Regions from separate parts of the Mus musculus genome. Here regions 2, 3, 4 and 5 are each linked to region 1. Evidence: chromatin contacts called from public ChIA-PET, Hi-C and HiChIP or PLAC-seq data. All regions are on one chromosome and are shown on one strand. The core of a region is the stretch at or near the end of the contact, and the rest is flanking DNA. Distances in the headings are between cores, read along the strand shown.

What was found. Hi-C and Micro-C count contacts between places; a contact is called where the count stands out from the background. ChIA-PET counts read pairs in DNA pulled down with a chosen protein or histone mark. HiChIP or PLAC-seq counts read pairs in DNA pulled down with a chosen protein or histone mark.
Region 2: a contact with region 1 is called in a Hi-C map of the C2C12 cell line, with 3 times the contacts expected there. The contact joins the enhancer-like site here to the promoter of Aopep in region 1. A contact is called at or near these places in 8 of 39 promoter capture datasets (the C10 cell line, cranial neural crest, hippocampal neurons and 4 more), 1 of 484 Hi-C or Micro-C datasets (the C2C12 cell line), 4 of 115 datasets of contacts at active chromatin or transcription factors (bone marrow-derived macrophages, cardiomyocytes, embryonic stem cells and 1 more) and 1 of 9 other capture datasets (pancreatic islet).
Region 3: an H3K4me3 HiChIP or PLAC-seq map of bone marrow-derived macrophages shows a contact between it and region 1, with 3 times the contacts expected there. The contact joins the enhancer-like site here to the promoter of Aopep in region 1. A contact is called at or near these places in 6 of 39 promoter capture datasets (the C10 cell line, the HPC-7 cell line, cranial neural crest and 2 more), 2 of 115 datasets of contacts at active chromatin or transcription factors (bone marrow-derived macrophages and cardiomyocytes) and 2 of 9 other capture datasets (adipose tissue and liver).
Region 4: a contact with region 1 is called in an RNA polymerase II ChIA-PET map of memory CD8 T cells, with 23 read pairs. The contact joins the enhancer-like site here to the promoter of Aopep in region 1. A contact is called at or near these places in 5 of 39 promoter capture datasets (the 3T3-L1 cell line, 3T3-L1-derived adipocytes, the C10 cell line and 2 more), 3 of 115 datasets of contacts at active chromatin or transcription factors (bone marrow-derived macrophages, memory CD8 T cells and pancreatic cancer cells) and 3 of 9 other capture datasets (adipose tissue, liver and pancreatic islet).
Region 5: a Hi-C map of muscle stem cells shows a contact between it and region 1, with 1.9 times the contacts expected there. The contact joins the enhancer-like site here to the promoter of Aopep in region 1. A contact is called at or near these places in 5 of 39 promoter capture datasets (the 3T3-L1 cell line, the C10 cell line, the HPC-7 cell line and 3 more), 3 of 484 Hi-C or Micro-C datasets (macrophages, muscle stem cells and nephron progenitors), 4 of 115 datasets of contacts at active chromatin or transcription factors (the 230-238 cell line, CD8 T cells, bone marrow-derived macrophages and 1 more) and 1 of 9 other capture datasets (adipose tissue).

Annotation. Positions count from the first base shown.
Region 1 is chr13:62,963,575-62,966,287 of GRCm38.p6, forward strand. It overlaps Aopep (aminopeptidase O), which reads left to right and starts at 1,319. Exons shown (of 16, transcript NM_001289926.1): 1 at 1,319-1,445.
Region 2 is chr13:63,204,592-63,207,304 of GRCm38.p6, forward strand. The region is part of intron 10 of Aopep (aminopeptidase O); the gene reads left to right. Among named protein-coding and RNA genes, the nearest start is that of Gm30409, 74 kb to the left of the region's middle. Within about 2 kb of position 1,355, at least 24 of the 459 cell types and tissues checked have an H3K27ac peak or open chromatin away from gene starts, as enhancers often do. A contact at or near this core is called in the C2C12 cell line, pancreatic islet and second pharyngeal arch cranial neural crest, where this site is marked.
Region 3 is chr13:63,185,982-63,188,694 of GRCm38.p6, forward strand. All of the region lies in intron 7 of Aopep (aminopeptidase O), which reads left to right. Among named protein-coding and RNA genes, the nearest start is that of Gm30409, 55 kb to the left of the region's middle. Within about 2 kb of position 1,325, at least 153 of the 459 cell types and tissues checked have an H3K27ac peak or open chromatin away from gene starts, as enhancers often do. A contact at or near this core is called in the HPC-7 cell line and bone marrow-derived macrophages, where this site is marked.
Region 4 is chr13:63,140,064-63,142,776 of GRCm38.p6, forward strand. The region is part of intron 5 of Aopep (aminopeptidase O); the gene reads left to right. Among named protein-coding and RNA genes, the nearest start is that of Gm30409, 9.1 kb to the left of the region's middle. Within about 2 kb of position 1,393, at least 93 of the 459 cell types and tissues checked have an H3K27ac peak or open chromatin away from gene starts, as enhancers often do. A contact at or near this core is called in adipose tissue, bone marrow-derived macrophages, memory CD8 T cells and 1 more, where this site is marked.
Region 5 is chr13:63,112,849-63,115,561 of GRCm38.p6, forward strand. The region is part of intron 5 of Aopep (aminopeptidase O); the gene reads left to right. Among named protein-coding and RNA genes, the nearest start is that of Gm30409, 18 kb to the right of the region's middle. Within about 2 kb of position 1,378, at least 85 of the 459 cell types and tissues checked have an H3K27ac peak or open chromatin away from gene starts, as enhancers often do. A contact at or near this core is called in bone marrow-derived macrophages, macrophages and muscle stem cells, where this site is marked.

The DNA.
Region 1 (2,713 bases), core at 69-2,568:
GTGTGTGTGTGGTCCTACAGTGTTGGGTAACAGGAAGGCAAAGAAGTCAGGATTGAAAGATGGAACAAACCTGGTTCTCACTATAGAGTTCAACAAATCTATTCTAGCACTCACTTTCAGTAACTTTTTTTTTTGTCTAGACTTTTATCTAATCCTTCCCACCTGTCACATCAATTTCCAAATTACCTTTTATATGTATCCATTTTTCTCCATCACATCTCACCAGTCCCTTCTTTCTGTGTGCTTCATGCCCAGCACACACAGCAGCCTGCTCTGCGTTTCAAAACTAGTTCCTGTCACTCACTCTTCCCTGGCGACAGAATCCACGCTCCTTGCTTACAGTGGCCCAGAAATGTGCTGCAGGATGGGGCCTTTGGGCCTTGTTGGTTTCACCCTGTGTTCTTCAAGGGCGCCACAAGCTGCATGTACTAGGTGCTTCTGATCCTTCTAGCTGCTTTGCTCGCAGGTCTTTATAGCCTTCCCCTCTCTTCCCAGTTAAATGAGTCTCCTCAGAGGGTATTAGACCTCCTGTAGTGAAGTGGCTCTGACTTCCTTCCATTTTTCAGAGACTTACTTCCATATGTGTACCTCTAAGAACATCCATACGAGAATTAGCTGATGTGGTGCAGCTTAACTCAGTGGTTAAGAGCATTGGCTGCTGTTGCAGAAGACCTGGGTTTGGTGTACAGCACTCACGGGGTAGCTTACAACTATCTCTGCAGCTCCAGTTCCAAGGGGGTCCATTTGTACATTCGTGTACCTAGACATACATACAATTACACACCACCCCACATACTAAATGAATTTTTAAAAAGGGAATATTCTGTTGAACTATTCAGAACTTGCTTTCTCAACCAAAGATTGTCTCTACAAAGGCAAGCACAACTGGCCCACTTTTGTAGCCGCAGATACTGTAACTGTCTGTATGGCGCATAGTATGATCTTATTTAAGGCACTGTGCTGGGATGAATATGTAAAGTCCAATCATATGCTTCAGAAATGTGGAATGAAGAATAAACAGCGCACTCAGGAAGCAGAGGCAGGCTGATCTCTGAGTTCGAGGCCAGCCTGGTCTACATAGTAGGTTCCAGACCACTCAGAACTACACAGAGAGACCTGTCTCAAAGGCAAAAACGACACATTTGTATTTCAGTGAGGCGTGCGTGTAGTTCACGCGTCTGGAGTCTTGATACCGTGGCCACTAGCAGCCCTGCGCCTGCGCAGTAGCGGCCGAGGAACTGGCCTACAGGGGGTGGGAGGGGGAAGCGGCCGACCCTGGCGCGTGTTGATGACGCAATTAGTGTTTGCCTGGTAGCCCGTGGTAACCCGGAGTCTGCGGAAGTGTAGCTGCAGCAGCACCGCAGCTGAGACAGGTAACCTGCAGCTCCGGTGTCAAGCAGCCGCTCCGGGTTATGCGGACCCACGACCTCTGGTGGGGTGAGCAGGTAGGATCCGATCCGTCTTGCCCTGTGGTGAGCCAGTGGGATCCTGTTCGCCTCTTGTGAAGCGAGGCGGTGGGATCCTGTCTGACTTGTCTGGGGCGAGCCCTTGGGATGCTGTCACATAAATTGTAGCCGCAGTATTAGCGCTCAGCACTTGCGGCGACCGCTACCTGCAAAGGTGGTGCTCATGGTAGACGGAAACCACACCGGCCAGCGGAGCGGTGCTTAGAGCTGTTTTCAAAGGTGACAACTGGGCTCGTGTTGATGCTGAATTCAATTCTGATCCCTCGTGCTTTTGTTTTGTTTCCACGTGCAACTAGCGCATTCATTTCAGAAGGGTGTGTTGTGCTCCGTGTGATTTGAGAAGGCTGCTAGTGATTTCCTAGTTGGTAAAGATTAGGTTGTCCCGTATTGGGAGCTACAGAGAATAATATTGTTTACTGTCGACTTGTCTTTTAGACTCCAGGGATTGTGCCCTGCACTTACATTTCATTGTCTCCTTAGTTCATGCAGTATTGCAAGTTATGAACTATTATGTTTGCCTTACAGAGAAAATAACTGAGGCTCAGCTCCATCAAATTGACTGGGTGAAAAATTCCCAGTAACCAAAAGCAAAGGGCAAGTTTAAATTCAAGGTTATGCATGGCTTCAAGGTCTCTCTCTCTCCTCTCCTCTTCCTCCCCTTTAAAAATAACCACCATCAGTGGTCAAATTCCAGGCTTTTTACATTAGTCATATGTGATTCCATACGTTTATTCACCCATCTGACCATATGAATTGTGTGTGTAACACACACATGCACGTGTGCAATACGTGTACGCATGTGGAGACAAGGGATAACATCAACTGTGGTTTCATAGATGCTGGCCACCGTTTTTTGTTTATGTGTTTTTGAGACAGGTTCTCTCACTGGCCTAGAGCTTGCCAGGTAGATTGGTTTAGCCAGCAACTCTTGAAAATGCCCGCCTCTATCTCCCCAGCACTGGAATCACAGACCTGAAACTTTCCACTCAGGTTCTGGGGACCGAACTTGCGTCCTCGTGCTTACACAGCAGGTGGTTTTCAGCCTGAGATGCCGCCGAAGCAGCAGCAGCAGCTGCTTCTTCTTCTTCTTCTTCTTCTTCTTCTTCTTCTTCTTCTTCTTCTTCTTCTTCTTGATTCATTTATTTATTTTATGTATATGTGTACACCAGTGCTCTCTTCAGACACACCAGAAGAGGACACCAGATCCCATTACAGACGGTTGTGAGCCACGATGTGGTTGCTGGGAA
Region 2 (2,713 bases), core at 105-2,604, 240 kb after region 1:
TGTTTGAGAGGTACCACAGTTAAAAATGGGTGAGTTGTTGTCAAGTTGAATGAAGAAATCAGATGTGAGCCTGGCTTTTCTTTCTTGGCCCCTGAGCTGCATTCTGAAGTTCAGTGGATAGCAGCTGCTTGTCCCTGGAATCAGTATTGAGGGGAAGGAGATAGTACTCAGGAGGACATCTAGAAGGACCCATGTACCATCCTCCCCCTGCCAAAAACCTATGCTCCCCCAGAGAATAACTGGTCCAGCAACCTTGGTCCCCAGGTTCTGGTGTCAGCCACAGCTACTGATTAATCTTGCCCATCAATTACAGTATTTGTGTGTGCATGTTCATCTGTTTGTTTACCCCCCTCCTGCTCTTCCTCCCCCACAGAGCAGGGAGCACTCACTTGCCCTGCCTCATAAGCAGTCTTCATTATCTACCTGAGCACAAATGCTTTGTTTTGATCAAGAAAATGAGCAACATCATGGAGAGCTCTGAGACATAAAAAGCATAACTTATTAGCAATTTAAAAACCTGTATAGAAGTTAAGTTGTGCTCTCAGACAAGTTGGCATTTCCATTCCAAACTCTGATCCTTTTCTGTATCCAGTACCTAGATGTTCAAAGTTATTGAGGCCTGGCATTTGCTTCCTGTGAAACTGGTGGGAGTGTGTGCTGGGTTGTAGAGGGAAAATGTGAGGGCTAAAATCCCAGGAGGCTGAAGGCAGGAGCCAAGAATGATAGCAGCATGGTACTCAGTCACCAGCAAGCTGATGGGCCCATGAGAGACACAGGTGATAGTTGCTGCTTCATTCACCACAGCAGCTCAGAAGTCAACAGCAAGACGTCCAGGTGTGTGCAACCCGTCTTCCTGCAAGCCTGTGCTTATTTCTGCTCACGTCCACATCATGGAGAGATCACTTACGTGTTCCCTTTCTAAGCTCTGAACACAGCTTACTTTTCTAAGCGGTGTTGTGTCAGGGAGAAAAGCACGTTCTGGTTCCTTCTCTATTAACTAATTATGACCACATTTATAGCCCAGAGGGTCTCAAGATAGCCCATGGAAACTCCACGCTGCCATGTGAAGTGTGGCGCACACACACACACACACACACACACACACACACAGCCTGTGGGTAGCACTACCTGCTGCTCCCAGTACCAGGTCTCAGGCGTAGGGTGGGAAGAGTGAATGCCCTCGTACAGATCTGAAGGCCATGCACCATGGGTCTGTATCCAGTTAGCTGTCTGCTGTATAAAATCAGTTTCTGTAGTGATGAGACATGCAGATGGGTCATTTTCTGTGTGTCCTGGCTACATGGAAATTCCTCTGCTTGTCTGCTGGGATCGTTTGAGTGACCTCAGAGGGAAAACACGCACCACCAGCTTAGACACTGTGGTGACTGTGACAGGCAGCTGTTCACTTAATCACTGCTGTGTCATTTCTATAGTAATGATCAAAACAGCAAAACTATCATAGATGCTCACTTTGCTCTGAAAACACATGGTCCACTTTTTCCCGGGGTGGGGGGTGGAGCAAGAAGTATCATTGTATGGTGGCTCCCTTGCTTTTTAGGGAGCGAGTATTAATGCATGACTCTTCTTCTGATTGCCTAACGTTTTATTCCACGGTTCCCAGACAGGCTTAGTGCACTAACAGCAGAGCTTAGAAGTCCCTCCAGCAACTCTGGCTTTGGCCAGAATCCACCTAGGTTGTAGACTGAACACTTGCTCAGGTGGTCATCATCCACTTCACATAGCTACCATGAGGACCAAATGACTGTGCTTATAAGATGCTTTCAATCTTTCCAGAGAAAAGTGGCCTGAAAATTTAAACTGTCTTCAGTTAAGGCAGGAGAGTTTTTGCTCCTGACTAGCCTAGAGAGCTCTCCTGTTCTCACATCTCTGCCCCTAAAGGCTCTCTTCTTCTTTTAAAATGTAATTGGAGAGCTGACAAGCAGGGCAGCCACAGCAGGAAGCAGGCCACCTTTAGGGGTGAGAAGTGTTAGCAAGAAGGGACAGCTGTGTTGGGCACACATGCACACATGCACAGGCTCTGTGTCTATGGTGTGTTTATACCACTGCAGAAAGGGATTCGTGGTGAAGCCCAGGCTCCACATGGAAAGGAAAGCAGAGCTTTATAAATGTCAATCCCAGCTCTTCAGGTACTGTCTGTGCAGCCTTAGGTAAGTTTCCTCAGCCCTGAGGACTTTGTTCAATTCCATGTAGTGCACAACAACACTGGATCTGTGCTGTTCCTCTAAGGCTTAGGTGGATGTGTTCTGTACTGCTCTTATATAGTAAGTACATAGATGGCAGCTGCCACTTCTGTGCCTCCACTTGGCAGTGCTAGAGAGATCTTCATTTTCTTTCTGTTTTTGTGCCACCAGAGAGTCTGTGTGAAGAAACTGAATATGGCAGCAGTATCTGCTTCACTACTAGCCAGTGAACAAGTCATCAACATTGGCCAAAGATGGGCACAGTAGTGGTCACATGCCTTCTGGGGAATACTGTCTGGTAGAGATTAATAGAAGCCAGAGTCTACTGCCAGTCTTTCAGCCTTCCATACCCTTTCCCAGCATTCTATGTCCTTGGCATGGGTGGCACATACTCAGGGAACTGAGGTAGAAGGACCTTGAGTTTGAAATCATCCTGTGCTATATAGACACTATGTCTCTAAAGTAAGTGCATGTGCACACACATGCACACATACCAACAAATCAGCAGCTTG
Region 3 (2,713 bases), core at 75-2,574, 220 kb after region 1:
GCTGCATCTAATGCAGGCAAATGGTCCTGCTAGGAAACTCCTCCAAGTAAACTCGCTAGACTCGCAGTTAAATCTATTTGATAAGCTTAGAGTCTCCCACACAATATTAGTTCAAGTGTCCACAGCGTTTGCCCTGTTCACTTTATTGACGCTGCAAGTGCTAGCTGGCAGCAAGTCTTTGTTCCTTTTGGCCATTTTATACACAAAGGTGTTGCAAAAACCAAATAGTCCATCCTCACCTCTGAGTTCCGTGCATTCTTCCCAGAGTGCTGTGAGCTGTGGGTGAAGGGTGGGTGCAACTTCCTGCAGCTCTAAGCAGCACTGGGATTTCACTGCTCCTTTTTGTGAGATGATGATAATGAGGTATCAGAGAACAGCTTAAAGACAAAGGCTGCAAAGACTTAAGGCTTCATTTGTATGCAGTGGGGTGTGTGTGTGTGTGTGAGTATAGTGTGCACTGTGTTGGTATGTTAGCAAGCGTGAAAGCACTTGTCTACATGCATCCTCTGGAGTGTCTTCTCTGACCTCTCTGTACCTTATGCGCTGAGGCAGGATCTCCTCGTTCTGGCTGATCTATCCAGCATTCTCCCCATCTCCACTTTCCACCTGGCACTTCTGTTGGTACTAGGGTTCATCCATGCTTGTACTGAGCTGTCTTAGCAGCCACCATCTCTTGATTTTGCTGATGAGGGAACTCTGCTTCATGGGGCTGCACATGGCACACCCACCCAGTGTTCACAGCCAAGTGTTTAGCCAGCATGCACTTTGCCTGTTAGTCTTCAAGGTGCCTATGGATTTCAGATGGAACTTAGAGGCAGTTTCTACTTAAGAGTTTCACTTCCTCAGAGTTAGGGTGTAAATGAAGCTCTGCTCCTTGTTGGGGTGGCTACCTTTGACAAGTAGCATATAGTGGCAGTTGGCAGCTGGCATCCACAAGCACAAGAGGGATGCTGGCAGATAATCTGTGTGAGCTGGGCAGGTCAGACAGAACCAAACACCTAAGTGACTAAGCACCTCACAGAGGCCGTTCTCTTAATTTTACCCCTGATCATAGCTGAGAAGGACCAGCCCTTTCTTAAGGCTCCCCTTTCCAAATGGAATCCCTATGCGTCAGATACAACCATCACTCAGAAAGTATTCAGATAGCTTCTGTGAGTGTGCAGGAGAGGCAGGGTAGAGTCGAGGAAGGTCGTGTTCACCTCGGTTGTTGTATTTGGTGCCAGGTACAACAGAAACCAAGAGCATATGAGCCCAGACGACCTTGGTAACTTGATCACCCACATTCCATGCATGTCAGGAGAGGGGTAAACTGGAGCCTGCTAGCTGCAGCATGACTAACACTTTGCTTTTACACCGTGGTTTTAGTTATATGAACTTCATCATAGGCTGTGCAGTGAGGAAAGAAAGCTTCTAAGAAGGAAAGAGAGTCTCTGACTCACTCCTGAGGATTTTGCGGAGCTATGTAAGGGCCTTCCTCTCGAGGAAGCCCTGGAGTATATGATCTTTTCTACCCACCCCTGTTCTTCAGCTCCTAATAGGCATCCTCACAACTCCTTCCTCATCAGGTTCTTGTAAGGGAGGCGGGGTGCTGAAGAGGACTCATAGTTCACAGCACAGAGGCCCTGGTCTTCCCCAGGCCACGTTGCTGTTAGTGCTACCCCAGCTTTCCATCCGCCATGTGTGCACCTGGGTATGGATAATGGACTGTAAAGGAAAGTTGACCTCAACACATGGTGTATATGTTTCTTACACAGGAAGCAGGCAGAAGGCAGGCAGTCTGGGCTAACGTGGGGCTCAGTTTATGCCAGAGAGAAGGTTTACCGTGGGTTTATCCCCTCTGCTCTCTGGGTACACTGACTCACTACCTTATGGTTGCAGAGTGGCTGCTACAGCGTCCTCTGTCATCTAGAGGTTGAGGGTGAGTGGACAGAAGAAGTATAGTAGTAAGCAGTTGTCTGCAGTGAGAGAAGCAAAAGTTTCTCCAAGCCCAACCTCCACTTCCTCTACTGCCCCCCCCCCTTGTATTTGTTTCCAGTCCTTTGTGGCACAAAAGTTGTAAACTCCATTTTGCTACCCATGTGTCCACTGATCTGAGGGAAAAGTGGATACTGTTTTATTTGCATGTTTTCTTAACTTTTAAAAAGTTTCCTTTTTGGGATTTCATTTATCTGATTGGGTTCTCTTGAGAGAAAAATCTCACTTTGTAGCTCTGCCTAGCTGCATATTGTCTCTTCCTGCTCCAACCTCTAAGATACTGGGACTTTAGCCATTCATTAGAATGCTCAGCTTTTCCTTAACATTTTAAGTTAAAATAAAACATGTGCAGTAAAATGCACACATCGTTGCTAGATTGCTCCAGGGAGTCATACTACTCATTCACCCTCTGCAAGGAGTCTGCTCTTCCCATCTGTAGCTAGAGGCCAGTGTTGCTGGGTTCTGGGATTCCAGAAGTAGAAGTGGGAAGGTTCATCTATATGTGCACCTGGTGGGTGTGAGAGCTTCCTCTGTGTGACTGTGAGAGGCAGGCTAGACTTGGTTCCTGCCTTTTCTGTATCGTGTCTCTGCATAGAGCTGGCACCATGACATGTGGCGGTATCCCAGAGACAGAAGCTCGTGGTCTCTGCTGATGGAGTGTCTTTCCTCCTGAAAGCCTCCTCCTGAGTCTTGCAGAGCTTGCCTGTGCCCTGCTCGCTTTAGCCCTATGTCCACTTTA
Region 4 (2,713 bases), core at 143-2,642, 180 kb after region 1:
GTGGGTTACAGTCCACCACGGTCTCTCCAGCCATACTGAATTTTATTATATGTACTTAAAAGACATACCTCAGTGTGGCTGGCCACTGAAAGAAGCTGTTTAGCTTGGGTCTCCAGAGCAAAGCTGTGGCACAGAGCAATTTGGTCTAGTTTCTGGCTACTCCAGAATTTCATCCTGCTGGGTGCAGTTACCATGTTCCTCTCTAGGCCTCAGGCCATTAAGTGTGGAGTGCTCCCTTTATACTCCCTCACAGGGGAACTGAAGGATCAATGCTGAACACTGATTTGGAAGGAATTATCAATCTAAGAGAAAGAGGTGGGGAAAAGAAAAGGCACCATGCTCCTGGGCTCCGCAGTGGACACTGGGCTTTGATTCTTTCATTTAGCTCAGCTATAAAATCATCATATACAAAACAGTCCAGTGAATTTGAGGCCATGGAGAGTTCAGAGCTCTCTGGGAAGACAGAGGCTGACAGACGCAGGCAGGGGAAGCCAGACCTGTTGGAAGTCCCCAGCAAGCTAAGCTTGTTAGCCACACAGCATTTAAAAGTGTAGTTGCAATATGTATGTATGTTTGAGGCATTGAAAATACATTTATTTACACAAATATTTTACTCTTTGAGTGCTTTAAAATATCAGCGTTCAGCTGAGTGATTGCAAAGTTAGCCGCTACTAAATGGAGATGCGAATCTTGCTCTAACATTTTCCTTTCCCCGAGTAAAATATTTTTGCCGTCTTTCCTCATATGTTTTTAGGGATTAGTTTTCAATGCAGAGTAGGCGGTAAATTTGGAGAAATGATTTAAGCTGCCAAAATAAGCAACTTACTCCATGACATTATGGTCTAAAAACACACAGTCAGTCTGGTCTTGCCTGCTAACACGAATAACACTCACTCGGTGAGGCACGTGAGTGGAAATCATGCCCCACAGAGCTGTGACTCAGGTCTGTACTCAGGAAAACTGAGGTAATGGCTATTAATATTTTATTTCATACATTACAGTGTTTGCAAAAGTAAACATGCTGTAGTTAAGGTTACCAGTGCTGCTGCTCCAACGTTACCCAGTGTTTCTTCATACCAGGCTTTTTTTCCACAGATGTTTTAGCCTAAAGGTGACTTTTTCAGAGCCTTAGAGTAAATGAATGAAACACAAGAATAAGACAATCGGGTGACCTGTTATTGTTGTAGAACCACGAGAACATCATGGAAAATGGTGGCAGGTGTCATTCTCTTTCTATTTGTTGTTTTCCTTTCACATTAAACCAGTTATCAGAAATGAAAAATAAATAAAATGTGGTTGAAAAATCTTAGAGCAACCTTACCAGCAGAAAAAAATGTGCAGGTCTTACCAAGTCTTAGTAGACCTGCTTTGGTGACAGGAAGTGGCATCTTCTTGAGTATCTGTGGTATGGCTAAAGTGGTGTCAGACCCATCTTCTGCCTCACATCTCCATAAGCTTCTAGCTATGAAGGAGTCACCAGTTTCAGGAAAAGGTTGTTGGTTGGCTCTGATGTGACTAGGTCCTGTCACAGTGTCCTGCATGCTCAATGAACCTAATGGGTTGGTTTTCTGATGGATACTGTGTCACAGCACTAGGAGTCTTTCAGAACTGAGTGTTATTTTCAGTACAGTTATTCCTCTTGCTGTTAAATGTATGTCTGTCTCAGTGACTCTTACTTGTAGTTCCCTTAGAAATAAGTGACTCAGATGAGAGAGATGAGCACCATGCTTTGTAGACGCTGCTTGGGCCCTGGCTGCTGGTCCCCAACTCCTTAAACTAGTGACTTAGAATGAGCTTCCCCATGTCCCTTCTCATCATCTCTGTTTGGAAGCAGAGCATCCTGGCTAAGTGTGGTTAGTTTCAGAGATAGATGCTGAGCAGATAACTGAGCTGCTGTCATTTCAACTTCAAGGCATTATGGCAGGAAAACCATTGCTAAGAAGAAGGGTGAGTGTTGCGCGCGCTCAACTGGCCAGGAAGAACGACGCTACAACAGGATCCTTCTGCACACATTTATTCAGTCCTGTTTCTTCTTGTTTATATCTCCCTTGTTTATATCTCCCTTGTTTTTATATCTCCCTTGTTTTTATATCTCCCTTGTTTTTATATCTCCCTTGTTTTTATATCTCCCTTGTTTTTATATCTCCCTTGTTTTTATATCTCCCCCGAACCCTGGGCCTCTCACTCCTTTTATACTCTCTCTCATCCACGCACTGCAGGCCACGCCACCTCACCAGTCACGAGGCTTCAGCTAATCAGGGCAGCAGGGGCAAATCTCCACCAAATTGGATTCACCTGTATCCTGGTACACCTGCGCAGCACTCAAGATGTTTGTGTCTTATATGAGGAAGTCAGGTGCAAGTCATATGACTTAGCTGCAGTCCCTGGCGCCTTTGGGACTGCCGCCACACCCGCTCCCCACAATTCCCCCTTTTTTCTTTTTTGGCAGAGAGAATGTCTGTAGATAGCCCCCCGCAACCATGCCCCTTACCCGTCCTTGGGTGACAAACAGCATTGGTTTGATCCCTGTCTTAGGTTGGTGACATGCCCAGGGAGTCTTATCACTGACTACCTCTCTATCATGCCAAGCCACACCTGGGGAGATTGTGTTTTGCTTGTGGCAGGTGCATCAAAAGGCCAGGATGTTAATTAACCTATGGCCAGATCTTAATTGCTGCAAGCAAGCCTCATGGGTGAAGGTAGAGGTCTGATC
Region 5 (2,713 bases), core at 128-2,627, 150 kb after region 1:
AGAGCCGTGCTTCAGCCCGCTGCCTAGAGGAAGATGGCTGATATTGCACATTTTACATTTACAGGTTAGGGCCGGTGCAAATCACCACGTAGTTGGAAAGTAAGAAACCATAAGTCCATAGACAGAAATCCTTCGGCATGGTAATCTCTACTTTCTTTGCCATGTAACTGGACCATAGCAGGAAACCACTGGCTATGAAGCAAGAAGCTGCCTGAACCAGGCAGCCCAGCTACACAAAGAACCATGTGGCTCAAGAGAGGATCTGGACACAGAATCCATTTTAAAGTTTCCAAAATGAATGTCAGGAAGCACAGTCACTGGAATGAGCTCACTGGCGTGTTTTATTTTGAGAAATGTGGGGCATGCCCATTATGAAATGGGAACCTGAAATGTGATCCATCCATCTTAACCAGCCCAGGGCTTTATTCAATTCTTCAAGCCTTAATCCTGTTAGCTCCACGCACAAAGGAAGCGCAGGGCTCCTCTCTGATGACTCTCCCCAGGCCTCCTGGCATCTGCAAACCACATTTTGAATTTTACAAATGAAGCTTATTATTTGATTATCAATGTGAGTAGCCGTGGTGAGGCCGCTTTCTAGATGAATATTCTAGACTGTGTACTTTGAGAAGAAGCCTTAGAAGATGATGGTTTCAGTAACTTCCTAGAATTGGAGGATTTTTTTTTTAAAGGAAACTTATTTGACTAAGTGAATTTTAGTGTGAAGCACATCAAATGAATGACTTTAAACCCTAATTTTTGGTTTTCAAATAAAAGCTATTTGTTGATTTAAAATGTAACCAGCACCATTTATAGCTTTTTTTTAATACTGTATTTTAAAAAGTATGTGCTTAAGGGGTTTTGAAGAGTTTAATGATTCATAATGAGATTATAAAATGAAAAGTTTTGGTTTTTTTTTTTTTTAAGTTACTTTCTCCAAGTAATTCAGAAGGCTAGTGTGAAATTCTTTAGACTTGCTCATGGCTGTAGATCCTTTGGCTGTAGATCTAACCCAGCAAACGTTGAGATCTGCTTCCGATGCTGCTGGGAGCTAATCCACTGAAGTGAACATGAGCTAATGACACATTAGGCCAAATTCTATTATCTGCTTTTCAGCCGGCTGCTGCAGTTTGATTAAATTTAGTTCTGAGGGCTCAGCTTTGAAACAGCCAAGGGCTCTTCATTGGACTTAACAAAAACTTTCCCCCAGATCTGAATTATTTTAAACCTCCTTTGCTTAGGGGACAGCAGCCATTTCTTTCTGTGCATCAGGAAGTGTTTACTTCCCTTCTGGTTAGAAGCTTTGGCTCTTCCAGGTACTGGGCTGACAGTACTGCAGCGTCTCCATGCCGCTGTGGCCTAGACCTTGTAGTCATTTGGTTTATGTAATAGTCTCACAGGGTGTTTGCTTTTAGAGGTCATATTGCCTAATATTTGCAAAGGAAAGGGCTCTTCCAATTTTCCTATTGTGCACTTTATGAATATTAAAAGTGGAGAAGTTTGCCTCCTACTCTGATAAATAGTTTTGTGCTTCTGTCTACTTTCTAATCTCAGAGAGATACCTGGCCCTTTAGTCAGAATTGCTGCATGCTCCCTCCCCAATACCTAGCCTTGGAGTTAAAGTAGAGCTATGCTCCCTGGAGAGCTCCCTCCCCACCCCTACAGGCTCTACTGTACTTCAGATCATCAAGGGCCGTTCTTTTGGGGTACAGACCTGGCTTCTCATGCATTGATACATTGACTTATCTGGAACTGGGTAATTTAAACCAGTTCCTTTTCATATTAAACATGTTAGGAAAATCAAAGCTATAACATCAGGCCAGCCAGAAGAATGAGTGGTTGGACAGTAATATGTTTATAATATAAATCCTTCCTATTTTCTCAACTCATGCTCCCCTAGCTGTCTTGCATTTTGGCAGGCAGAATACTTGGGAGGTTGGCCCTGTGGACACCAATTTATGAATTTGTTGATCATTTGTTAAGTAAAATTTCAAAGCTGCAAACAGACAAACTCACTGCTGTTTAAAACCAAAATCAGTACTTCAAGAGATCCATTGATGTAAAATATTCTGGGAGCTGGGGCTCATTTCCCCAGTGAAGCCACTTGGAGGCTCTGGGAGGCTTTACCTTCCATTTACTCAGACAGTCAGATATAGTGAACTCTACCAGAGTCAGAGGCATAGCAGACTGGAAGGCAGATCTCACCAGCTTCACTTCTGCCAAGGGATAGAATATAGTTTAGAACATTGCACTTTCACGCTCTACAGTGCTATGTCAGGTGTCTCTGACTTTTGAGTCCTTCAGGGGATATTTGGGGTATAGGGAGCTTTGAGAAGAGAGCTGGGATACTGATAGCCTCGGCAGCCTTCAGAGGGATCTGTGGTGCACTCCTGGGTGCTGATGCAGCCTGGAGACCTGTGAGCTTACTTGTCAGTTTCTGGTACTTGGAGAAAAGACTGTTTCAGAAAAGTGATGAGCATTGCCAAGAGTATGGGGGGATAGTCTGAGTTACACTTCCTGAAATGCTTGCCAGGAAATGTCCCTAAATATTTTGAGTTAACTACTTTTTTTTTTTTTAAGACAGTTATCAATGTGTAGCCAGTGCTGGCCTTAAACCCAAAAAGATTATCCTGCCTCTGTCTCTCAAGTGCATGTATTAATTGATTAACTTATTGGATTTCCTGTGACAACCTTAGTATACAGCCCCAGCTGGCCT